2 separate regions of the Anser cygnoides genome follow, and region 2 is linked to region 1. The links are chromatin contacts, called in public Hi-C maps. All regions are on one chromosome and are shown on one strand. The core of a region is the stretch at or near the end of the contact, and the rest is flanking DNA. Distances in the headings are between cores, read along the strand shown.

What was found. Hi-C and Micro-C count contacts between places; a contact is called where the count stands out from the background.
Region 2: a contact with region 1 is called in a Hi-C map of liver, with 14 times the contacts expected there. The contact joins the enhancer-like site here to the promoter of TMEM158 in region 1. A contact is called at or near these places in 2 of 7 Hi-C or Micro-C datasets (both in liver).

The regions. Positions count from the first base shown.
Region 1 is chr2:47,027,852-47,034,925 of Taihu_goose_T2T_genome, forward strand. TMEM158 (transmembrane protein 158) reads left to right here and starts at 3,655. Exons shown (of 1, transcript XM_048075842.2): 1 at 3,655-6,483. The coding sequence starts at 3,818. The coding sequence ends at 4,783.
Region 2 is chr2:47,091,224-47,098,297 of Taihu_goose_T2T_genome, forward strand. CDCP1 (CUB domain containing protein 1) reads left to right here. Exons shown (of 9, transcript XM_048075865.2): 5 at 3,853-4,080; 6 at 4,838-5,218; 7 at 5,677-6,042. Among named protein-coding and RNA genes, the nearest start is that of CDCP1, 21 kb to the left of the region's middle. Within about 2 kb of position 3,693, at least 2 of the 3 cell types and tissues checked have open chromatin away from gene starts, as enhancers often do. A contact at or near this core is called in liver, where this site is marked.

The DNA.
Region 1 (7,074 bases), core at 2,405-4,904:
CTGTTCCCTTTGTCTGGGCTTCTGATATTCATATAAAGAGTGGTACAAAGTGCTGGCTTGTTCCGTGCAGCGCATGATCTCTGTTTTCTGCAGATAAATCTTTCTGACATGATGTAGCAATAACAAGCCGCTTAGTCCAACCAGCTTCTATTATCAGTTTCTGGAGTTTCAGAGGCCTTTATGTGCTTCATTGCAAATACTTTGACAAATCTTTGAGAACGCTGATCAAGGAGGAGGAAAGGATAGACTGTGCTCACAATCAAAGTAGCACATCAATGGGCAATAAGGAAACATTCCTTAGCTCCTTGCTCAACCAGCAATCCACTGATTCTCAACCACTGCTCAAAGAGTATATTCTGCCATAAGATTAGCTCACTCACTTTGCTGCTCTGATATTCTCCCCCTACGTCAGCTATGAAACCATTAGCCAACCAAGACTTCGAAGTCATATCACAGAAACATTTTTCCTCCGCTGGGTATAAGTATCTCTCTCAGAACAATCCCCAGGATGATTGGATCCAACTCCTTTCACAGAACTGAAACTGCTCTTTTCTGAGAGGAGTCAAGTACCAACTTCTTTTCCTGACCCTGCCTCCCTCTTCAGCTGTTGACTGGGAAACTCTCCTTATTTACCTGGCATTTTCAGAAATTGGTAATGCATTGCTATACTTAGTTGCTCCTAACATCTTTTTCCCTGCAATTGACAGTCGGTGTCTTTCCACTGAAAAATACCTCTGTTATGGCTGCGTATCCAATTCTTTACTGCACTGCTTTCCCTTCTTCTCTCCCACATGCAACTTTCAGAAATTACAACCTCAAAATGGCATCCTTTATAAAGAAAAGTTCCACAGCTGTTCCTTTTCCTCAGTGTAGATCAGCATAAGTTGGCTGAATTGAGGATCACAAGCTTTTGAGTTGAACGAAGTTACGGATTTGCTTCTGGAATCTATACCTGTTTACGGTCAGTTTCCACCAGCTGCAATGAGACTTTAGGCTCTAAAACAGTAGCCTCATGAGTTGCAGTTTTAATGGCACTTGGGCAGAAATACTTATTCTTGATTTAATTTTACTTAAAATATTTCACAAGCAATGCTTTAATAAAAACGCTTCTTAGAAGTGTCATTAAAATGACTCTTAAAGACTCTGATTGTCCTTTACTATTAGTCTTCATCCTCCCAGCAGCTCTGCACTGTGTCACATGAAACTCCTACTCTCTTGTTACTTTATTATTCCCTTCTAGGATTTTAACATTATAGCCCACTTCACACCTCCTCTACCATGCTGACAAATGCTACTGTGACCTATGGTGCAAATCGCACTTCTAGTTATAACCAGAGCATCAAACCCGCAAAATCTACAACATGATCCGTCTCTGACTTGGTCATCCCCTGATTTCTTTATGCTTCAGCATCCCCAGCCGTAAAAGAACTTTGTTCTTTGAGATTTATGGCTGAAAACCACAGAACAGAGCTATCTATTAGTGCTATTTATAAGGAGTTTTCAAGTGTGCTGCAGCCTCTTTGGATGACTGAAACCATGCCAAGATTAATTATATCTGACAGATCTAATAATGAAATATTTGTGAAAGGTCCTGCTGGACAGGGGCTATCAACCAACGATCTAACTAACATACTTTCTTCTTGTTGTATCCACTTGCTTAATTACTCCTTTATGAAGAGGAATAGATATGAGGCACCGTCTCCAACCTCAGACAAACTGCCCTCTTTCAGTTCTTTGCTAAGGTAGTCTAAATGATGCTAAACTGTTGATTTAGCATTCCTGTGGCAGGTTATTTTTTTTTTTTTTTTTTTTTTCAGGAAAAGGAACAGCTCAGCTCTCTGTCCCCAAACCTCTTTGCAACTAGCCCTTACTGCATTCAGCTGGGTGCTGGGAGTTCAGACCAAAAGAGCTGAAACTGCTGGAGAACATTTGCCACTCACACACTGCAAGTGTTCAGGAGCTAATCCTATTTATGAAGTTTTGCTTCATTTCCAGTCCTTTGCACCAAAATCCCAATGCAATGCAATTTGTACACAGGAGTGACTGCATGGTTTTGGCATTATTTGCTACATGCTAGCCCTCTCTTTATCTGTTTTTGGGTCTGCAGACACACTACAACAGAAGCGCTGACAGCCACACAAATTCACAGGACTGTGTATATGACAAAGGGCATCAAAAGATGCATGTACGGGTACATTCAGGTGACAAAAGTATCAGAGAACTCTTGAATAAAAGACATTGAAATAGAACTGGAAATTGTATTAATGGTATTGTAACATCTGAGCAAAAGCCCACTGGAATCGGACAGCTTGCTTTGAACGCTTCATCAGGCATGTTTCTCTGTAATAACCCAAACTAAAAACCTAGCCAAACAATAAACATCTGGTAGACAATACCCTTTGGACTAATTTGGGATCAAATACAAATTCATTTGGTGCTCAGGTCTCTTTTGAATAGAAAGCAATCAACTTTGGGTTTTGTCATGATATATTAGGCAAGGCTTTGGAGAGAAAACTGATTCACTACATTCATTCATGTGAAATTATAGCAAATCTAAAATTTACTCCCTACCCGCATTCACTACCCTCACTCAGCTGAAATAGTTGAGGCTAATATTACAGTAAATCATTTTTCAAGTGAGAACATGTCCATGTGTCACTTCACTGTGACTCTGACATGGGATCAATGCCAACCTCGAAGGAGCGCCTTGTGGAGTTTACATAAATTGTCCCATATATACTTGGGAAAGCCTAGTTTTTGTATTTATGTCTCCATTTACTGACTGTCTAAGCAAAGGCTGCAAAAGCGAAGACTCACAGTCCTGGATACTTGCCAGGAAAATGTAACTCTAGCCCACCCTCTGCCCAAGGTAAAGGCTAAGAAACGTTCATTTGTGTCATATCAGCTGTGTCTCTTCCCAAGGCTCCGAGCGTCGAGCTGCAGCACAGCCAGCCTCAGGCTGTGTCAAGAGTAATACAGCCAGCACAGCCGCGACATAAGCGGGGGTACCTAGCTTGATTACAAACTCTCCTGATTATAAAGCAGCCTCTTGAAAAATTCATAGGAGTCTCACAGCTAACGCGCTTGGTAGCTCCGCGCTGCTTGCAACAAGCTCCCGTGTTTAAGCCTTTGCTACGGGGGTGCCAGACGGGGGGATGTGACTCCGGGAGCGCGCCTCAGCCCGGCGGCGGGGGTGAGCCCGGACCTGCAGGGCGCCCCGGGAGGGGTGCAGACACTGCGCTGTGTCTGACAGGAAAAAAACCCTCGCTCCGCGTTTCTCCCCCAGCCCCCGTCGCTATAAGGCCGGAAAGGGTGTAAAGTCGATTCCTGGCTGCGACCCCTTCCCACTCGCGGCCCCCCACAGCCTCTTTCCCTCGGGGCCGGGCGAGGCGGCAGGGCGGCGGGCAGCGGGCCGGGGCCGCCCTCCGCTCGCTCCCCGCGGTGACGGGGCGCCCACCGCAACCCCCCGGTGCTGCGGGGGCGGCGGCGGAGCGGGGGGCTCGGGCGGGGGCCGCACTCGGGGGGCAGCAGGAGCAGCTCCGGGAGCTGCCGGGCCGGGCTGTGCCGGGCCGGGGGCGGAGGAGGCGGGGAGGGGGAGCCGCTGCCGTCACCGAGGCTCCCGGCTCGCTCGCCCCGCCGCCGCGGCAGCCCCAGCCCCGCTCCCACCCCCTCGCCTGCCCCCACCCTCCTTCCCTCTCCGTCTCTCTCTCTGTCGGCGAGAGCGGTGTGCTGCTCTTCCCAGATGGCAGCCGGCAGCGCCATGCAGCCTCCCGCTCCTCCTCCTCCTCGCCCTCCTCTCCGGCTCTAAGTCAATGCCATGCTGCCGCTGCTCCTCCCGGCACTGCTGGCCGCCTGCCTGCCACCCTGCCAGGGCTGGAGCCCCTCGGCGGCTGCCGGCGGGCAGGAGGAGCAGGAGCAAGAGCTCTTCTTGCCCCCCGCCAACTCCTCCTCCCGCTCCTTGGCCGGCCTCGAGATGGACCTGGACGGGGCAACGAGCAAGGAGGAAGGCAGCACCGCCAGCCCGGGCACGCCGGCTGCCGCTAGCCAAGAGCCTTTCCCTTCTGCTCCCACCTCCTCCGGGCAGCAGCAACAGCAGCAGCAGCAGCAGCAGCAGCGGCCCCAGCCGCAGGGGCAGCCGCAGCCCGCCGAGGACCCGCACTGCAATATCAGCGTGCAGCGGCAGATGCTGAGCTCGCTGCTGGTGCGCTGGAGCCGCCCGCTGGGCATCCAGTGCGACCTCCTGCTCTTCTCCACCAACAGCCACGGGCGGGCCTTCTTCTCCGCCGCCTTCCACCGCGTGGGGCCGCCGCTGCTCATCGAGCACCTGGGGCTGGCGGCCGGCGGCGCCCAGCAGGACTTGCGCCTCTGCGTGGGCTGCAGCTGGGTGCGGGGCAGGAGGGTCGGGCGGCTGCGGGGCGCCGCGCCTCAGCCCCCTGCCGCCTCCTCTTCGTCCTCCTCATCCTCCTCCTCCTCCTCGTCGTCGTCGTCGCTCTCCTACCCGCCGGCGGCGGAGCCCGGCCAGTACTGGCTGCAGGGCGAGCCGCTGAATTTCTGCTGCCTGGATTTCAGCCTGGAGGAGCTGAAGGGGGAGCCGGGCTGGCGGATGAACCGTAAGCCCATCGAGTCCACCCTGGTGGCTTGTTTCATGACTCTGGTCATCATCGTGTGGAGCGTGGCCGCCCTCATCTGGCCGGTGCCCATCATCGCCGGCTTCCTGCCCAACGGCATGGAGCAGCGCCGCAGCACCAGCACCGCCGCCACCGCCGCCGCCGCCGCCAAGTAGCCTCGCCCGGCGTCCCCTTCCCTCCCTCGTCGTGTGCTGCCGAGGGGCGCGGGCGGCCGCCCCCCGCCGGGCCGGGCCGTGTCGCGCTGCCCCTGCCGTGTTTTTTATGTTTTAAAGCGTCTTAAAGGTGTGCTGCGGGGCGCGAGCGGCCGCTGGGCGCGAACGGCCGTTGGGCACCGGCCGACCGTTGGGCGCCAACGGGCCCCGCCTGAGGGGAGCGGCCTCTCCGCGCCCCTCGGCCCCGCCGCCGGAGACGACCAGATCCTGTGTGCTCGTTTTCTACCTTTAATACCCGTTTTAAACGAACCTTTTAGTAAAAAAGAAAGAAAAAAAAAAGCCCCCCCCCCAAAAAAAAATATTTAAACGTGGAAAATAAAATACCCACCCGTTCAACCGCATTCGTTGTAGTCAGCAGCTTTTTTGTATATGAATACAGTCCGAGCGAGTTTTTTTCTTTATTTACCAAAATAAGTCTCTCTTTTTGGCGGGATCTAGAATGAAACAGTCTGTATATTGTAATTGCCGAAGTTGAACTTTAACGAACCTTTTACACTGTATTTACACTGTTGAGATAGTGTGTAATTATTGTAGCTCCACGTTACTTGGCTTTTAATACAGAGGTTTTCTTTCTGGAGCCTCCTTAGCCTTTTGTGGGTCTGTTTCTGCCAGGCTGGACAGGAAGGTTCAGCCGACCTCCCCATCTCCAAGCTGGCCACGAAGCTCGTCTTTCCGTGCGAGAGGATGTTACCGGGGTTGTTGGTGGAAAAGGGGAATGACAAGCCCTTCCCAAATGGTGTTTGTTCTATTCTTGGAGTAGATTTAAGTCTGTATGCCTATCTGGGATGAGGTGAGGTGGGATGCAGAACATCTGCATCCTCAAAAGGTGTTTGCTTAGCACAGCTCCAGGACTATGGCTTTCTTGTCGGTTTGAGGTCGAGTGGCTCCGATCCTGGGAAGATCAGGCCTGCTCTTTGAGATGTATTAAGAGGAGCACAGTGGCGATTTTCTGACTTCCACAAGAACATTCCTCAAAAACAGCTCAGCCCCAGCATATTTGTTGAAGACGTGGTAATACTGTACCGCTTTTTCATCTACAAGTCCATAGGGCTGCTCACAGGTTGCCTGTGGGGTGGAGGGAGGGGCGGAACTGCAGGTCCACAGCTAGATTACAGCCGCCACTGTGCAAGTGAGCAAGAAAGAAAGGTTTGCAAGATTTCTTCTTTCCTGTCCAAGCAGACAGTTGCATAGCCTGAAATACCACTCGGTGTATCCTTGCAACTCTTTAGCCTTATAAGAAGTTGTTTCTTTTGCCTTAGACACTATTAGTCCAGCTGAAGTTTCTGAAACCAAAATGTAAGCTAAGTGAGAAAGGTTTGCAATAGGAATTCTCATTCCTTTGTCAACATCAATGTATTTAATTTGTTAGGAACACATAAACTCACTTGAAGGCTAATTTGATGTATTTGTAATGTTGTTTTGTTCCCCATGTTTTGGTGGAAATGACTGGATGAAAGGTCTGGAAAGATTAAATTTTTAGGATTCTGTAGCTCAAGGACTTTTTTCTTATTCTTTTTTTATTTGAGAACCAAATAAAAAAATGCATGCTCTATGTGTATACTGTCTGGAAGAAAACACAGACAGAAACAGATTGGTAAACAGCATAAATAAATTAAATCAAGATTTTAAAATCTTACATGTTACTGGGCTACCTCTACATCCACTTTTTCTCTTGTTGATCGTAACGGGCGTTCACTTGAGTAAATGTTGCATTGGGTTGTTTTTGGGAAGGAGAGTCCAGTCACCACGAGAAGTACGCATTTGACCTGTTGATCTGAAGGGCACGTTCCCCTGTGTGCTTCGTTTGCGGAGCCCTGCTTTTTCTTTCCGCGACGTGAGAAGCGGATTGTTATTTCCGCCTTGTGAGAATTGTTTTGCACAGAAACACAACGTGCTAGAGAGCGATTATTTGCCTACAATGCCCCGTGTGAGGGGGAAGCCCTTTCATACTGAAAGGCAAGGGTACAGAGAAACATAAAGGCGATGTTAACACCCTCCCAAAAGAAAGATGCTCTGCGTATGAGATAACCCTCAGAAGGGTTGCCACGCCAGGAGAGCATTTCTGCTTAACGAGGTGCATTTAGGCAGAGAGTTAACAACTCCTGCTGAAGTTTTGCTGCTGCTTCTCTAATGTGCGGTGCATAGTATTCGCTGGGGTCCAGGGTGTCTGTGCCTGTGCTGAGGGTTGTGATCTCATTCTTGCTTATCCTAGTTTCACCAGTGGCATGCTGTTG
Region 2 (7,074 bases), core at 2,443-4,942, 63 kb after region 1:
TGCTATTTTCTCACAGAAAGTGTGTGTAAAATACTGTTAGGTGGTGTTTTATGGCTTTAGACTGAATCATCATGGCCATGGATGACAACAGGTGGCAGTGAAACTAGATTGCCTGGCTGCTGCTTTCAGTTGCAGCAAGGTAAACTATATATTACCAAGCCTCCTGCTCTTCTCTACTCTCGTTCAGTGTCGTAGGCGTTGTAGGCACAACCCTCCTCCAAAGGCTGAAAGGTGAATGTGCTGTTAGAACTGGGACAGAGGTGCTCCAGCAACAGGCCCAACAGAACCTCTGTGACTGGATTGCCATCTAGCAAGAGCATTCAGGTAGGCATCAGGATCCAAATTCTCCCCAGGCATTGATCAGAAAGCCAGATCAGTGTGTTTCAAAGCAGATGAAATAATGTATCACTGATGAGATCTACCTCTGCTGCGTGAACATAGGTGTTGCTCACAAGAACATCAGGCCTAGGTGTACAAAGGAAGGATCCAGTATTAGACTGGAAACTCAGGAAGTCAAAGTCCAATTGAATGGACTTGATGGGACACTGAAGCACTTGGTGCTGTAGCTTCCCTTCCAGGGAGAAGTGCTCCTGAGGAGAGCAGAGAAGCTGCATTAGCACTCTGAGGTTTATCAGCCTCAACAAACATCAGCGTATTTATTGTTTTATGGATTACCGAGTACCATAGCTCAGGTTCGCTGTCTGAGGTCCAAAAAAAATTGTGAGATTATAAGTAAGGTGGCTGTCAAAAAGATGCACCCACGTCCCCCTGCTTTCATGTTTCTGCCTCCCTTCTTGCACTAGAACTTATGAGCCTGACTGAAGGGAAGATTCACGATGTGTGTTTGTCCTGCTAGGTTGGCTCCTCTGGATGTGCCCTCCATCTAGTTTATCAGGAAGACGCACAGCAGACAGTGCCAGCCCAAGGCAAGGGTTGGAAGGCATAGCTGAGAATGGGGGAAGGACAGACAGAAACAGGTCTTCTGGCTGTGGTGTTCTTTTGGCTCAGCTTAAATCCAGCACAGAAACAAGTTGGATGCAGCGAATCCAATGGTGACTGAAAATCAAACATTGTGAGGTCTCTGCTCAGGACATTAGTTAGTCTGAAATAACATAAAGATCTGATGATTTCTGCTTTCCTGAGTTCAAGAAATGTTTGGACAATGCTTTCAGAAATATGGTTTGATTTTTGGGTGGTTCTTTGTGGAGCCGGGAGCTGGACTCGATGATCCTTGTGGGTCCCTTCCAACTCGGGATATTCCATGAGTCCATTCCATGAGGCTCATGGAAGACGATATGAAATGGTTGTGGTTTTTCAGGTAGACTGGAGTAGAGGTGGTTTGCGTCTGTCATCTCGGATATCACAGGCTCACAGAACGGCTCAGGTTGGCAGAGATCTCTGGAGATCATCTAGTCCAGCTCCTTGCTGCCTACTAGAACAGGTTGTCCAGGACTGTGTCTGGTCGGCTTTTGAGTATCTTCTTAAACAAGGGCTCTTACAACCTGTCTGAGAAGTCTGTTCCAGTGTCTGAACATGCACATGTTCATTTTTTTCTTATGTTTAAGTGGAACTTCTTGTATTTCTGTTTGTTCTCACTGTCTCTTACCCTCTAACCGAGTCTGGCTGCACGTTGTTTGCATGTGTACATGCATGTCCTCCTGAGCCTCCTTTTCTTCAGGCTACATAGTCCCGGCTCTCTCCATCTCTTCTCCTATGACAGATACTTCAATCCCTTAAGCATCGTCGTGGCTCTTTGCTGGCCTTACTCCAGTACATACATGTCTCTCCTGTACTGGGGAGCCCAGAACCTGACCCAGCACTCCAGGTGTCTCACCAGTGATTTGGCAGAGGGGGTCTCACCTCTCTCCACTTGCTCTGTTTTCTTTCTAGCACGGCCTAGGAGGCTGTTGGCTGTCTTTGCCACACCGACACACTGCTGGCTTGTATTCCACTTGATGTCCACCAGGACCCCCAGGTCTTTCTGTGAAGCTGCTTTCCAGCTGGTCTGCCCTGAGTCCTCCTGCTTGTGCTAACTTGTTGTGAGGGTACGCTCTGTCCTCTCGTCAGTCAGTAAGGAAAATATTAGGCAGCTTTGGCCTCAGTGTCAACCCCTAGGGTAGACCGCTAATGACTGTCCTCCAGATGGACTTTGAGCTGCTGATCACAAGCCTTTTGAGGTCAGCAGTTGAGCCAGTTTGTGTACACCTCGCTGCCCACTTAACTAGCGTATACTTATCAGTGTGTCTGAGAGGGCGTTACAGAAGATGGTCTCAAAAGCCTTGCTAAAATTGATTTGAACAGCACCCACTGCTCTTGCCTCACCTTAAGCCAGCCCTGTCATTCTAGAGGGGTGTCAGATTTTTCAAGCATGTTTTTCCCTTCATAAATGCTTGCTGACCTAATCCTGATCACCTTCTAGTCCTTCATGTGCTTGGAAGTGGTTTCCAGGGTTCTGTCCTGTTGCCTTCCTGGGGTTTGTGATGAAAATATCAAGGCACTTTCTGAGTTTACTTTCTGAGCTTTTGGGAGCACAGCCAAATACATCCCTAGAGTATTTGCTGTCCTGTAAAGGATCAACATCCTGCTATTAACTGATTTTAAGATCTGTGGAGAATGTTCCCCATAAATGTCCTATACTCCCAGGTGTTTGAGAAGCTTCTTAAATGCCTGGGGACATGCCTCCTTAAGGAGATCTTTCCAAGCTGATCAAGAGAGGCTGTCAGGGATGATGTTTGCTGTGTGAACGTGGGCACTCTGAGCTACTTGGGTACCTTGGATCCAGCGAGCTCGGATGGTATTGCAGGGCTTCCTGCATGATCTCATGTGTGGTGGTGTATGGGGAACAGGGGTGGATTGCAAGAGGGCTGGTGACTAGAATCGAGGAAGGGGACGGCATTCTTTACTTTTCATGGTTAGCTCTGCTAGCTCGTAGGTTTGCTTTTTACAGCTAGTCAGAAAATATTTCTGGAAGATCACTGTTGGGCAGTTAAATGGAAGGGCAGTGGGGTAGATCAGTCATGCCACTGAGGGAAACCAAACCGTCTGTCAAGGCTTGATCCTTAGCCTTCCTGCCAGCACAGAGACAGACTTTGTTAATTTGAGGCATCTCTGTGTGTTTTTAACTGCCAAACAGAAAAAGGCTTTGGGGAAGTGTCTTTGAAAGCTCCAGTGACCTTCGTAATGACCATCAGCACTTTTGATGAAGTAGAATACTTGACAGTTTTTTCCCTTTTGAACCATATTGGCACTTGTTTAAATTAGCTTAATCTTTAACTTGACTGTGGACAACCAGATGTACAAATCGCTGTTTTTGGACAATTTTCTTCAGCTTTGCTCTAAAAAAAATTAAATACCGCTCCACCCACACCTCCAGGAAAAAAAAAAAAGTTATCGGAGGTGGAAATCTTGCATTAAATTCAGAATTTGAGAACTGGGAAACTTTTTTCTGATCAGCTGTTGTGTCACCAGTAAAACTGACTCTGAAAGGAATACAAGGAACCTATCACGGAAAACAAATCTAACGTAGTCAGCTGAGCTCCATAGTGAACTATTTGCATTGTAACCTAACCTGTTCAAAAGGGATTAGCATACGTTATCGTGTTACGGCTGAAAAGTGGTAGGGAAGTGGGGTTTGTGTGTGGAAGGGCTCAAACTTCTCAATTAGAAGAGTAATATGATATTATTTGAGTTTGTATTACACTAGTGGGAAAAAGTAAATAATGTTTTCTTAGCTAATGTAGAAATAGCTTTAACATCTGCTTGTCTAATGGGGTGAGAAGAGATGGAGGAAATTCTGCTTCACACCACGCTTCTTGCCAGTAATTGCTCTGAGATGTTTGTTTTTCGTTGCAGATGTCACCCATTTGGTTGACCTCAGCAAGGAGCGGAATATGACTGTAACGATACACTTTGAAGGCTGGCCCAGTCGAGTCCCGCTCATGTCTGAACCGATATGCCTGATCTGCAAGGATCCTCGCACCTGTGACCGTGTTCTGACGCTGGTCTCTGGCGCCATCTACAAGATCTCCTTTCTGTGCAAGGACTTGTCCCACCTGAGGATCACAGCTGAAAAGGGCATAAGTATGACACAAGTGGCTCAATGTTGTTTCCTAGAAAATGCTTCCGCCTGCTTTTCCACAGCGGTCAGCCAAACCTTGTCTCTCTTGCTTTAAATAGTGGGTGGATGGAAATTTGGCTTTGAACAGCTGGGGGATGGTACAACGAATCTGGAGATGACCTTATTGGTCACTGCAGCATCCTACCTTTTAAAAATAGAAACTGCATAACTATTCCTAGAAGGGAAATGACAAAAGGCAGAGAAGAATATTCTTACTGAAAACTGCAAAATATGGAAACAGAACAGGAGAGCCATAAATCTGCCCATGAAAATGTGGGACCAAGGTGGCCATCAGGAATGTGTCTTGTGCCGTTTGCATATCCATTTGGTGCAGAATTTTCACAAATGCTTTCAAATACTAGAAGAAGAGTTTAAAGGTATAGATCTGGACTTTAGTGAGTTGGCAACTGTCTCAATAAGCAGATAGTGTAGCAAAAGTAATTTATTGAGTGAGGAATTTTGCATACGTTTGTATTTGTCAGTTCCATTGATGTCCTGTGTCATTTTAAGGAAAGCTCTTAAACTACAAACCATGCATATTTTGGTAAAGGTTAATAATAGAGGACACCTTCTCAGGTAAATACTTACCTGGATCTGTAACACAAATCTGACAGGACTCTGTATATGTATACTGTAGTACACTAGAAAAATTGCTTTTCCTAGGGATTTCCTCTGCAAGAAAAAGAGAACAACCATTGTGGTTTGTTTTTGTGATTGCAGGCTGTGTAGATCTCCGGTGGTGTCAGAAGAAGATCCATGCCCTTTCGGTGCCCAAGGCTATTACCCAATTGCCAGTTCTGCTGCATAAATTTATTTGGAAGCTCATAGCTCCCGAAGTGATAAATGTAGAAATTACATCTCCGTCCTTGAAACTGCAGCAGCACCTTCCAGAGCAGAGGTGTAACACGAGCTACAGTTACAGCATTGTTAGTGCCACCCCAGAGATGGACTTGAACGTTGGTATATTCTGTCCTGGTGGAGCCATTGAAAAGATACAGCTGAGGAACAATATCACCATATCCTTAAAAACATTTGGTAAAGGTTTTTTCAATGATTCTAATCATCAGGATCTGCAAATGTCTTTTGTGCCACATATTAAAGGTAAATTATTGTTTTGTACATCTTTCCCCATTGTTAGATATTTCAGGACATTTATTAGAACACATTAATACGTAGAAATGATAGTTCAGATCTTTAGAGTCTAGACCTGGAGCTACTGCTTGGACCAGTCTTTATCTGAATCACTGAGGTAGTTTATTGCTGAAAGAAGGGAAGAGCTTTGCGATCCAGATGGTTGGTAGACAGTTGTGGGAAATTCTGCAGATATATCCGTGAGAATTGTGAATACTGATATAGAAGAGATGATAGCTGAGTTGTATTGCTGGTACTGAGATGTAATTTGACAGTAGAAATTTGCTGGTCATGGGTATAAGTGATACTTTTTTGTTATAGAGAAGAGAGCCTAGACAATTTTACATGCTGAAACAGAAAGCTTTTTTAAAAAAAAGGTTTTGAAACTAAATAAGTTTTCATTCCTGTATTCGTTTGCTTTACTACAGATGAGTGTACTTTCACTGTGAGCCCAGATCCAAAAGCTAAAATTTACTTGCAGAGTCCCAACTCACCTTATGGTCTACCTCCTTATGTCTCCATATCCTGGTATGTCATTGTGCCCAGCAAGCAAGTTGCCCGCCTGGGGTTCTCCAAGGACCGCATGGGCATTGCCTGCGAGACGGGGCGTGCCTACGTCAACATAAAGGAACAGACACCTGGGGCAGAGGAAACCGTGCGCCGCGAGGATGAGCTCCTGCCTGAGCCCCGAAATATGCACCACAACTTCTGGGTAAACGTCTCCAACTGTAAACCTGTAGACAAAATGCAACTGACCTTGCAATTCTGGGTGACCTTGGCTGAAAAACAGATAGGTGAGTTCTGGAAGTTTGTTGTGGCTTGCTTTACGCTTGTTTAGTTTCTTTCCGTTGGGGGAGCAATAATGCACACTGCTCTGCATGCCTTGGGTTTTATGAGATGCCTGCTTTCTGAAATGTCTGTCCCATCAAAACCTTTTGGAAGTTACAACAGAGTACTTTTAGGGACTGGGGAGAAAGGAGGGTTTTTAATGCGGTGGAGATTTGACTTTTATAGCTGAGGGGGACTGAGACTCGGTGGTTGGTAGTTTGGTTTTTATTTGCTTGTTTAGTTTTTGTTTTTCTTTCATTTAATATAGCTTTTTGAATGAGAGATCACAGCCAGAAGGTATAGAAAGATCAAGTGATGATTTTTCCCTCCCAAGGTCACAGACCTGGTGAACAGCTTAGAATTTGATTATGCAACCTTATTCATCTAAGTAGTCTTTGCTTAGTGTTAGCAGTGCAGTTACTCTGTTTTCACATGAATAAGAAATAATCCTTGGGGCGGGTCTCCCTGTTCAGTGGAGAGTGCCCTGACTGCTAACAGCAAAATCTGCGTTCTTGTTAAATTTCATCTCTCTGAAATGTATCGTTAAAAAACAGAAAGGCATTTTGGGGGTAGGCTTTGCTCAGATGCATGTAAGTTTGCTTCATGTTTGCACTTCTGCATCATCTGTAAAGTATTGGCTACACAAGCTAGACCAGAAACTGTATCAAATGACTTTTTCCTTTCTTTTTTTTTTGTAATGTATACTTCTTTTAAAACATAGAGCACTTTTCTTTGCTCACACATGGACTTTCCTGATCAATTTTATGACTCTTTGAAAACCCCAAGTCAATATAACTCTTGTATTTTGGGGAAAGGATTGTATTGAGGGGAAGTTGGTAAAAGTAACTATTTCCTTTGGAGAGAGATAGGCAAGTATTCATACTTTCTTCTCTTTCCTGCATGCTGAGCCAGAAGTTTGAGAGATTGCAGGTAAGTTTAACAGCACATGAGCTGCATCAAATTCTTGCACCAAGGGCTAACAGTCTGGCAGAGAGAGG